Linked DNA regions of Bicyclus anynana: region 1 is linked to region 2. Evidence: chromatin contacts called from public Hi-C data. All regions are on one chromosome and are shown on one strand. Each heading gives the region's core, a stretch centred on a gene start, on an enhancer-like site or on the middle of the called end of the contact. The rest is flanking DNA. Distances are from core to core; before and after follow the strand shown.

Region 1 (6,224 bases), core at 1,543-4,042, 140 kb after region 2:
CAATTAAGTATAAATAATTAATTGTAATTAATCGAAATATTCACATAATTTTTCTAAACCTATACAATTATACATACATTATCTATTTAGTGAGCCTACCAAAACATATATTGCACAAAAACTTCACGTGCTCATTGCAAAGTAGTTTACCACATGAAATGCACCCTTTTTTGGTCCGCCTATTCTTTTTTCTGGGGCATACACCACAGTATCCTTTAGATGGTTCATTTTTAATACATTTGGCAGCTAGAAAAGGAAAAATAGTTTACATAAATCGAAGTCTTGGTATTTTTTTGAAGGGGAATGCGAATATTGGTCATATTTATGAAATTATTCTTTAAAAAAAATATATTTGAGTAACCCAAACAATTACTCATCCAGTGCAAATATAAATAGGCAACAACCACTTTGAGTTTGCTCTGAACACGAGGCGTATGATTACGCAGTAAACAAAAACTACCCAACCGTTCAGTATACAGGCAGCATGTGCACACACCAGGGGTGGAGGGGGCATATGCTGACTTCAGCATATCATGCATATGTGTACCTGCACTGCATATATTCATTTGTTTCAGGGGAAACAAATAAATATATGCAGTATTGTACACAATCCTGTGGTACTTAAGCTTTTTTGTACGAATTTAAGAGCTTGTGGTAAGTTCCAGGGTCATAATGTCCTCAGGGTAGGCAAGTGTATTTTTGCATCTACCGTCCAAGTGTGCGATACAGTACATCTGGTATGGCTTCCTTAGACCTGTCAATTCTTCTTAATTTTGTCTGTGTTTTTGTTTGCAATACCTTATAGCATTAGCATCATTGTAAATGTACCTAAATTGTATACTTGACAAGTATTGTATTAGTGATATTGTTACCGATGTTCATTATAAAAAAATAACCTGTCTACCTCTTAACAAAGTAACACTTTCATACGTCTCCTGTGGTTGTGTATTACATATTATAATATAAAGTACCTCTATTGTGGTAGTGATCAAGGGATATATTGCCAAATAAAATTATATTATTCAAAAAATAAAATATCTTTGTGTAATTGATGTTTGTAAGAATAAAAACTAGTCAAACAATAAAATGTGTAATTTAGTTTTATTTTCCTTTAATGATCAAATCTGATTCGGATGATGATCAATACAGTAGGTATCTTAGTGTACTGATCTACTGCCATCCATCCATCAGTTTGCTGGTCAGTATCATTTCAGTTGTAGATAGTTAAATCTAGTCTGATTAACTCAAAGTAAAAAAGTAGGTATGGTAGGTATTTAATGAAACAAAAGTTAATTTTTTTTAATAATATATTTTCTTTATTTAGGATTTTAAACAAATGGCAGTTAATAATATTACTTTTAATACTAATAAATAATTAAAGAACAATACCATTTATAACTTATGTAGAAGTAATAGAGAAAACAAATAAATGGAATATTAATAAAAAACAATATTTTAAAATGCAATGCATAGCATGCAATACATGCTGAGCTGTAAATCCATTTTGTTTAGTGTCACAGACAGTTATACATTGTGTAAAGTTTTCTTTCTTTCTTACTATCAACAAATGAATAAAGAAAAAACATCTGTTATTGTAACATCAAATTATGTTCAATGTCACAAAACATTTATTTAAAAGGCCAAGGCCAGAGTGAATAGACATTTTCTAGGCACGTCAAACTTGAGTATTAGCCTATTTACCATAAAAAAAAGAACAGTAAATATTAGAGAACAAGCCAAAGGTAATTTTTTTTTATTAAATGATAGGTTGCACAGGTAAGATTGCAGCCCTAGACTGCAAGAGCACTTGCAGTGCCAACATGCAACCAGTAAAGAGAAATATAGACAAAATCTCATACAATGGTATTGGAGTTTCCCCAGTACCATCTTTCGTACTAACACTATGATAGAGATAGCGGCCCAGTTGCAGCACCATTGGTTAAATTTTATTTATTTCTCTCCACAAGATCATCTCGTTGGCTGCATGTCAGCATCACTGATGTTAAGTGAAGATACTAGTAATACAACACTATGATAAAAACACAGGTTTACTTGGAAGAGGTAAAAACTTGTTCTACCCAAAAAAGGCCAGAGGTTGCCTTTTTTTTTTTTTGCAGCATAATATACCAGAATGTAGATTTGTTGATCTGAATGCCTAGTTGAAAACTTCCACTCTGATTAATTTTACTTACAAACTGACACATTGGACGTCACACCACCTAAAATTGCTGAGTTTTTCCCAGTGCTTACATTATTTTCTCAATTCCAAATTCTTACACTCAATAAAAAAATATTTAAATTGGTCAAACCAGAGTTTTAGAGAGGCTATCGAGCATTCATATAAGCTTATTTATGTTAGTAAGTTACATTGACAAGGAACATTTTTACTTCCTGTAACATTGTGTTTGTGTACAATTTATATTGACAACTGATACTTGAGAATTTAGTGTAGGTACATTCATATTTCTTTTTCTCTAGTATCATATTATAATGTACCAGTGGACAGAAAAACCAACTGTGGTTTACGTTGCACTTTGATTAGGTTTAATCTCTGAATGTACATGTCCTAATCAGTGAACAAAGGTTTCTTATGGTTATGGAAATCTCTTACCACCTCAACACCATAGGCTTGCATATTTATAACAGATATACAACCAGTCTTCTGCCTGGAAGAGCAACACCACTGTTCAGCACCACACTGCAGCCTGCTTTTAAACACATACGTGTATCCTTTATAAAGAATATGATGCCCTTTCTTTGTTGGCACACACTGAACTAACTCGTCACCTGCAAGTTTAAAGTTATCAATTGTTTGGAGCACGGTAAGTAACTCCTAAATTCTACCATAAATGCGAACACGATAGATTCTATTATATGTATTTTGGATTGCATATAGTTAACACTCTTTATGAGAAAAAGTACTTAAATAGGTTATTTGAATATAATTAATAATACAAGCATTGGAAGATAGTTTTTATTTAAAGTTTTTAACCAACAACACAAATGGTTAAAGAAGTAATCAACATGTCAAATCAAAACAACAAAAAAATTGCAAACTGCTTTTGTTGTTTTTCTTGGTTCACTTGTCCATTGTTGTCATTTTGACAATGACAAGTTGCGCTAAAAAGAACGTTCAGGAATTAAAATTAAACTCAGGTATTTATGATAATATAAAAGATATCAAAGCATTGTGCAATTGTGTATTAAGCTGAGGTGTCAAATTTTAATTAAGACCTTTTTTGGCAGACTTAATAAATTATATATTTTTTTTATCATTTGCAATTGGACGTTACGTTATTAGACTGTATCGAGTGTCTGTCTATTGTTTTTGATGCTGTCAAAATGTCACTTTGACATTTGACATGTTGCAATTTTGGGATCAAAACCAAATGCAATCCAAGTTTTGTTTATTATTTTAATTTAACCACAAAGCATTTACTTATTAATTGAAACTTACTAAATATTTCTACTTACATAGTGTATTTATTGATTTAGTTTTTCCACCGTAGGATCTAATATAAAAATTCTGCGTTAGGTTGTCTGCCCAATATTATGATCATGTATTTTTGTTTTGAAAAAGATTTTTGTCGTTTGATTCTCACATTTGTATGTCAAGTCTTCTTTTTAGCTAGAGTTCCAGAGTTAACAAATCAATGGGTTGGATTAAAAAGTTGATACTTAAACGAAATAATATCCACATTTCGAAAGTACTAGGTATTACAATGACTAAAAGTGTCAACATAGAGAGCATTTTTTTCATTTTGTGGTTTTGAAATATGTTAATTCAAGGAAAAGAACAATCTAATAATGGTTATGACCTCATCATTTTTAGTTATTAAAATATAAATGTTCTTGAAAATAAACAGAGTATTTCATTTTTAACAATTCATTATTTTCCTTAAGCCTTGTATATCTAAGCATTTACCCCAATGCTGGATGTATTAGGACATATTTAAAACTGATTATATTAAAATATTATTACATACAACAAGTACTTTTATTTTCTTCCCAACATTTTTTATTATTATTTAATTTAAATAATATGTACCTAATTTGATTTTAGTTTATCTGTGTTCAACTATTACAGTATTTTATTAATTGCAGGTCTACCAGAATGGGTACTGATATACTTTTTGAAAGTCAGTAACAATGAATATAGATGTAATATATGTGAAGATGCCATTAAAACAGATGTCAACGCTACCGAACATCTGCAGCACATTAAAAATGTACATAAAGAGATATATGATCTCCATAAAGACTGGCGGAAGGAAGACCAGGATGCGGCAGTGGGATTTCAAATAGAATTCTTAGATTTGAATGAAAAGGATAACCCAAAGCAGCCTGTGATGGTGGAACAGTTTTGTGAGGTTTCGAGCGATATTATCAAAGTTGAACAGAAAACAAACGCAGATTATAACATAATGCTGGTGCCTTCCAAGAAAAAGAACAAAATAAGCTGTGGTAAAAATTCTGTTTCTTGTTTGTTTTATAGTTTACATATATGAACTATAATCAGTGGTGGATTTGCCAGTAGGCTAAGTAAGCTGCAGCCTAGGGTGGCAATTTTGACCTAAATAGTTTTGTATTACAAAGTGAAAAATTTACTTTTGCTTCTTCTACTAAAATATTAAATATGCAAAGTTATTGAAAGTATGTAATAAATATGCGAACTACAGTATCAGATTTTAGAGGAAAGTAAAATTTAATAGCCTATTAGCATATCTGTAAATCTGCCACTGACTAAAATCTTGTATACTTTTTTTACTTATTTTTTATATTTAATATTTTAAATAAGAAACTTATTGAAAATTATCATTAGTTAATGTCCATTAAATATTATTTTACATTTCTAAAACAGTATAGTACAAATAAGGTACTAATACTTTATAAGTTTTGATTTTAAGATTTTAGAGGTCACGGATATAAGGTAAGGAATGTTCCTTCCAGTTATGGGAGGCAGCACATTCTCTCTCTAAATCCTCATGAAATTTACCCTGTTTTGTTGTTTTCTTCACAGTAATACAAGTATGTAGTTACATTTTACTGTTCTGATATGAACTGAGTAGGTAATATTTTGTAAAGCAATGTTGATTTTGCTTCTGTAGATATAATTTTATTTTAGATTTATTATGATTTTATCAATTCAGTTATTGAAACTCTTAATGAAGCATTAATAAGTTACTATAGTGTTTTTCAGATAGCATGTGTACAGTGACAGTTTGTTTCACTCTAGAAAGTTTGTCGCGATTCACAATAATAGTACATACTATGAACATCATGATACTGTCACCATATGCACGAAAAACATTTTATAAGATAATTTTTTGGTTATTTTTTATTTTTGTATAAAATGACAAAAATCTTTAATGTTTGTTTTTCTACTGATTACCGATTACTTGTTTTTACAATATAAATATTATAATCTTTAACGGGTTGAAGTTGCAAAATTTTTTTATTTACAGAATTTAGTAGAAAAAGAAGTTGGGTGTGGAAGTATTTTGACAAATTAACCAATATTATTTACCGATGCAACCTTTGCAATGTTGTATTGTCTATAAAGGGGTGCAATACCAATAACATGAACCGTCATGTCCGTACGAGGCACCCAAGCATATACAAAGCAGAAATTGAAACTAAACATGATGATAGTATAAAATCTGACATTGAAATCATGGACCCAAAGGATATGGATTGGACAATGAAAAAGGATGACAATGAGGATAACACCATAAGGGATGATACACTAAGTAAGTTTCTCAATCTGCTTTTAGTTACTCTGAACATACAGAGATCTTGTGGTGAATAAATACTGCCATTATTTCTGCCAGCACTGCTGTTTCAGTCTGAAGGCAATGGCTTCCATTGTAATTACAGGCAAATAAGGCTTAATACATATGATTCAGGTTGATAGACACTTGTAGGCTGGGTTCCTTGCATGCCCTGTGAAGCAGATATCACTGGGCCTTACTGGGCTAGATTCAAAAGCTACAAGCTAAAGGAGGGTTAGAACTTTGTTGTACTACGTTTTTGGTTTTAAAAAAAAAGGTTAAGAGATTAAAAGTTTATTTAAGTATCTTAAAATATAAAAGCCAAAGGTCATTCATCACGAAATCTCATAATCGGCTTAATGTACAAAACTGAAATTTAACAGGGAAGTAGTTTATAGTTAGTAGGTAACTGAGAACGGATTTTGCACTTAAAGCCGGATTAAAGAAGATTAA
Region 2 (6,149 bases), core at 1,156-3,655:
TTTAAATCCCTAAAATGTGATATTAGATGTTTTTTATATGTTCAACTTTGGGGTTTGATTTCCCAATGTGTGGTTATAGTTGATAATTGTTGTGTGTTAAACTTTGGGGTTTGATTCCCTAATGTGTGATTATAGTTGTGTGTTCAACTTTGAGGTTTGATTCCCTGATGTGGGATTATAGTTGTGAGTTCTACTTTGGGGTTCGATTCCCTGATGTATGATTATAGTTATGTGTTCAACTTTGGAGTTTGATTCCCTAATGTGTGATTATAGTTTATGTTCAACTTAGGGGTTTGATTCCTTGATGTGTGTTTATAGTTGTGTGTTAAACTTTGGGGTTCGATTCCCTGATATGTGATTATAGTTAATAATAGTTGTGTGGTCCACTTTGGGGTTCGATTCCCTGATGTGTGATTATTGTTGATAATAGTTGTGAGACCAACTTTGAGGTTCGATTCCCCGATGTGTGATTATAGTTGTGTGTTCAACTTCGGGGTTTGATTCCTAGATGTGTCTTTATAGTTGTGTGTTAAACTTTGGGGTTCGATTCCCTGATATGTGATTATAGTTAATAATAGTTGTGTGGTCAACTTTGGGGTTCGATTCCCTGATGTGTTATTATAGTTGATAATAGTTGTGAGACCAACTTTGAGGTTTGATTCCCCGATGTGTGATTATAGTTGTGTGTTCAACTTCGGGGTTTGATTCCTTGATGTGTGTTTATAGTTGTGTGTTAAACTTTGGGGTTTGATTCCCTGATATGTGATTATAGTTAATAATAGTTGTGTGGTCAACTTTGGGGTTCGATTCCCTGATGTGTGATTATTGTGATAATAATTGTGAGTTCAACTTTGGGGTTCGATTCCCTGATGTGTGATTATAGTTATGTGTTCAACTTCGGGGTTCAATTCCCTGATATGTGTTTATAGTTGTGTGTTCAACTTTGGGGTTCGATACCCTGATGTGTAATTATAGTTGTTTGTTTGACTTAGGGGTTTGATTCCCTGATGTGTTATTATAGTTGATAATAGTTGTGAATTCAACTTTGAGGTTCGATTCCCCGATGTGTGATTATAGTTGTGTGTTCAACTTCGGGGTTTGATTCCTTGATGTGTGTTTATAGTTGTGTGTTAAACTTTGGGGTTCGATTCCCTAATATGTGATTATAGTTAATAATAGTTGTGTGGTTAACTTTGGGGTTCGATTCCCTGATGTGTGATTATTGTTGATAATAATTGTAAGTTCAACTTTGGGGTTTGATTCCCTGATGTGTGATTATAGTTATGTGTTCAACTTTGGGGTTTGATTCCCTGACGAGTGATTATAGTTGATAATAGTTGTGTGTTTCACTTTGGGGTTCGATTCCCTGATGTGTGATTATAGTTGTGTGTTCAACTTTGGGGTTCGGTTCCCTGACGTGTGATTATAGTTGATAATAGTTGTGATTTCAACTTTGGGGTTCGATATCCTGATATGTGATTATATTTGTGTTCTACTTTGGGGTTCGATTCCCTGATGTATGATTATAGTTGATAATAGTTGTGAGTTCAACTTTAAGGTTCGATTCACTGATGTGTGACTATAGTTGATAATAGTTGTGTGTTCCACTTTGGGGTTTGATGCCCTGATGTGTGATTATAGTTGTGTGTTCAACTTTGGGGTTCGATTCCCTGACGTGTGATTATAGTTGATAATAGTTGTGATTTCAACTTTGGGGTTCGATTCCCTGATATATGATTATATTTGTGTTCTACTTTGGGGTTCGATTCCCTGATGTATGATTATAGTTGATAATAGTTGTGAGTTCAACTTTGAGGTTCGGTTCACTGATGTGTGACTATAGTTGATAATAGTTGTGTGGTCAACTTTGGGGTTCGATTCCCTGATGTGTGATTATAGGTCGTAATAGTTGTGAAAGATTATGTAGAATTTTGAATACTCTGAAAGTTGAAAGTTGAGATAAATTTTAATCAAAACAAGTTTGGTTGTAATGCAGCTTTAAAACATAGCATCAGACCAAATCCAATTCATATATGGTATAGGATTACTTTCATCAAAATCAGTTTTGTAATTATGTAAAAGAGATGCATTCTCTTTAGCATTGTCAGCAATTTTCTACTATGAAAATCAGATTGTTAAGTTCAAATCCTAATTTGAAACTTAACACTGGAATCAAACAAATTAAAAATGTTGAACAGATCTTAGTTGTTTTTTTTTTGCTATTTAATAAAGTTTGAGATCTCTTTTTACCTCAATAGCTAGTAATATGTTGAATACTGGTTTTACCTCTTTATTTTAATCATATAACTATATTTTTCATGTATTAATTAAGTAATTTCTAGAATGTTTGCCTAACACTAGGTAATTTTGGATGTCTTTAAATTTGTTATTTTGTTTAAACAATCATGGTGCCATTACCTTGTTAGGAAAATGTCTTATTTTTATAAGTATTTTTTACCTTGTTATTTACTAATGTGTTTCTATTTTAAGTTTATAGATGACTGAAAGAAGATTACTGTACTTGTTGTTTTTTTGAAAAATAAATAAAGGGCGACGAATGGGCGAAATAAATATATTTGGGACGGCTTGTTGAAATTATTTACCTTAATCCTTCCTTGATGTCCTAAACCAACTGATTGCACCTTAATATTTCAAGTAAAGCATTGCAGTTGACAATATTTACAGGTATATGCCATTGGGTGATTATGGGCATATGCTTGAAATATATTCAGCTGTATTGCCATATATAAATAAAGAAATTTTAGAAATAAGATATGGTGTTTTATTCCCCATGAAAACATAAGGTAATTGTGTGGTTTTTCTCATCAGTGCCTGCGCAGTTCATACCGGGTCGGACGGGGGCCGGACTACTCATACTGAACGGGTTTACATTTTATATGAAGAACCACCAAGCACACGGGAAGAAGCAATGGTACTGCTCCTCGAGGGATGTGCACGGATGCAGGGCTGACGTCATAACCTACAAAGGCTTTGACGGCCGCGACTACATCTCTATATTTCGAGGGAAACATATCCACGAGCCACCACGTTTACGCCAATGCCACGACGGCAGATTCATTAGGGAAAAAGACATTTTCAGGCAATCGCTTAAATGACTCTCATGTTGATATACTTATTTTTGTATAGTTTCTTTTTATGTTTATTGTTTAAAAATCCAGATCATGTGATGTTATTGAAAATGTACTTATTAGGGATTATATTTATATTGATGTGTCTTTGGGAGCATGTTTCTGTGGTAGGGACCTGCTAGTTTTGTAGATGGAATAAATATTGACGATATTTTAGAATACAGTATTCAGATAAATGTGTAATTTTATTTATTTCATGGTTTTATTGTTCATCCCTTACTCCCTGATCCTTTGAGCGGGTTTTACATGGACAACATAAAAGAAATATGTCACTTTGATTTCTAAATCTGTAATACAATCTTCACACAGCCAATTTTCGATATTTTTTGTGCATTCTTACCCAAAAAATACTATATTGGCTGAAATTATCTCACATTAAAAGTGTGCATTAATTGATTTTATGAGAGTATCCACGATTATAAGTACCTACTGTGTGTTTAGTCATTAAAGTTATTAATGTCACTATGTTTATCGAAAATAAAAATTGTTGTAGTAGACATTCAAAAACGTATTCATGAAAAATAGTCCTTAACCTGACGCTGTTGTGTCCGGGTATACAATGTTTGATAGTTTTCAAATCATCGAGTACTGTGCGAAGTAATAAAAGAAAGAAAGAAGAAAGAAAGAAAATATATTTAAAAAGCGCGCAGCTATGTTATACCCCGCCACAATATTGCAATGAGTTTTCTTTGTGTGTTCACCATTTGCATCTATGTTAAGTATCTTTTTTCACAGTACTCAGTCAGGTCTTATTATATTACGTGGAAGAACTCAAAGAAATAGAAAGGAAATGATACATACAAATATTCACAAGCAGGCTGGAAAAATTCTAAGCTGATAAGATTAGCTAAAATTTACAGGAGAGGTAAAGACTGTCTTTATTCTAAAGATAACAAGGTATTGCTGTATCAAATACAATAACCTTGCAATTATTTGTGTTTGTCAAAGTTGTATTTGTAATAACTAAGTAATATGATTTATTTCAGGTCAAATATTTTACCGTGTAGTTACAACTCGATTAAGTATTTCTAAATTAATCGAAACAGTAACTATTTATATTTAATTTTGTTCTATAAATAAAGGGATTTATACTCTAAATCCCTTTATTTATAGAATAAAAAGATTTAGAGTATGATATTCGAAATCTTATATTCCATAATGATAATGTTCTGTAATTGTTGCATGGTGTTTAAAAATATTTTTTTTTCAGTGGATCTGTAGGTATGTGTTTTCTTACACCAATAATAAACTGGAGGTTATTTTTCAGGCATATACTATCTGCCGTCGCACAGAACGGGAAGCATGGTCCTAATATTCAAGGACAACAAGTATTGGATCAACAATCGCTACCAGAACACCATAAACTGGACGTGCAGGGACCGCAAGCGGCTCGGCTGCAACAGCTGCGTCCAGACAACCGTCGAGGGTCGTTACATCAAACACAAGGGCTTCCACAATCACGACGACAATTACACTAAGTATAACTTCAACGACTGATATACGAGTTTCAATCCAGCATTGCCAATCATTACATCTGTTGAAAGCTACAATAATGCCAGTAAAGATTAAATACGTTCAGAAAATAATATAATAATACTTCATTGCGCGCAATCTTCCTTTTTTTCCAAATAAATATGAAATTTATGTCCTCTTTTATTTTTCAACGTATCTTCAAGAGGACTAGTTTTATTAATTTTTCGGTTTTGGATTTCATTCTAAATATCATAATGTTTCATTTAAACAAACGTAATAAATATATCTATATCTATTTTTTTTTAATTAATACTTGTAATATGTCTTGTGTTTTATTAGTTTTTTTTGGGATTTTGCGCTAAAATAATAAACAATGATCAATCAGCAATGCTGGATTGGTACTTTTGATAAGTACGAAACTCGTTAAATAAAGGTTGATAATAATTTGTCGTGTAACTTTATGAGAATAGAGCCTTAATAATTTCTAGTATGTAAGTACTTAATCTGTAATACTAATAACTAATATTTTGTTGTTGATTTAAGCAACAACACAAAATAACAACAATATTGTTTGTAATGTAGAACTTATATTTAAAATTAGCTAGTCCTGCGTTGGTGAGTCTGTTTTTAATATTAGAATTATGCTGATTTTAAAGATTTGTGAATGAATTTTTTGGCTTTGGGTAAACGTGTAATGTTTTTGCTATAAGTCTAGGTACTCAAGAGTTTCTTGTTACGAATGGTCAATTTGTTTTCTTTGGTCTATAAAAGACGAAGCAAAGGTCGAAAACGACACTTTGCAATTGCACGTTGTAGAGTCAACATCTCCTGAGGATGCTCCGGTTTCGGGGTGAAACGTACTTAGAGAGTGTTTTGTCGGACCTGGGTGACGTTGTCGCATGGGTTCGTCGACTTTTCGCGGATGATAGCAAAATAAATAAATCATTATATAATCATGTTTTCATGATAGTTAATCTGTTACAGAAAGTCAGTTTGAATTTGGATGTAGTGGTAACATGACACACCAAACGCGTTTGTGTGTATAGACTGAAGTTAATGGGGGCTACCCAATGCAGTTTTAACTGTACAAATAAAATGTCTTTGCGTAGGCAAAACTGTACACTGAAAACTGTACAGTTTACATATTATTAATAATATTCCTATTACATAGAACTACAGTTAAAACTGTGCAAACTAAACTAATAAACCGCATAAAGAACGTTTTATTAAAAAACCTTCAGTTTTACACACCAAAGCTCTATCAGTCTAGTCACCTTGTCACTCTATCCAAAGTCTAACCGACTTACAAAAGTAGACAAAATGTATCACGAACCCCTTATAAATATAGCATTAATGTAGGCGAATTTTAAATATACAGAAAGACATAGGTTAGCTCGCGTTAGGAAATAAGATCTATTTTATTGATATAATCAATTGCCCTCTCATTTAATATGAAATTAAGTAGGTATTAGATTAAGATTAAAACCTTATAGGTTATGTAACTAAAATAATAAACTTTATTTATAT

Evidence for each region. Hi-C and Micro-C count contacts between places; a contact is called where the count stands out from the background.
Region 1: a contact with region 2 is called in a Hi-C map of whole body, with 3 times the contacts expected there. The contact joins the promoter of LOC112050279 here to the promoter of LOC112050653 in region 2. A contact is called at or near these places in 2 of 2 Hi-C or Micro-C datasets (whole body and whole larva).

The regions. Positions count from the first base shown.
Region 1 is chr10:2,671,585-2,677,808 of ilBicAnyn1.1, forward strand. It overlaps LOC112050279, which reads left to right and starts at 2,793. Exons shown (of 5, transcript XM_024088518.2): 1 at 2,793-3,810; 2 at 4,105-4,464; 3 at 5,466-5,750. The coding sequence starts at 3,777.
Region 2 is chr10:2,536,187-2,542,335 of ilBicAnyn1.1, forward strand. LOC112050653 reads left to right here and starts at 2,406. Exons shown (of 3, transcript XM_052884000.1): 1 at 2,406-2,421; 2 at 2,830-2,988; 3 at 4,417-6,149. The coding sequence starts at 2,406. The coding sequence ends at 4,646.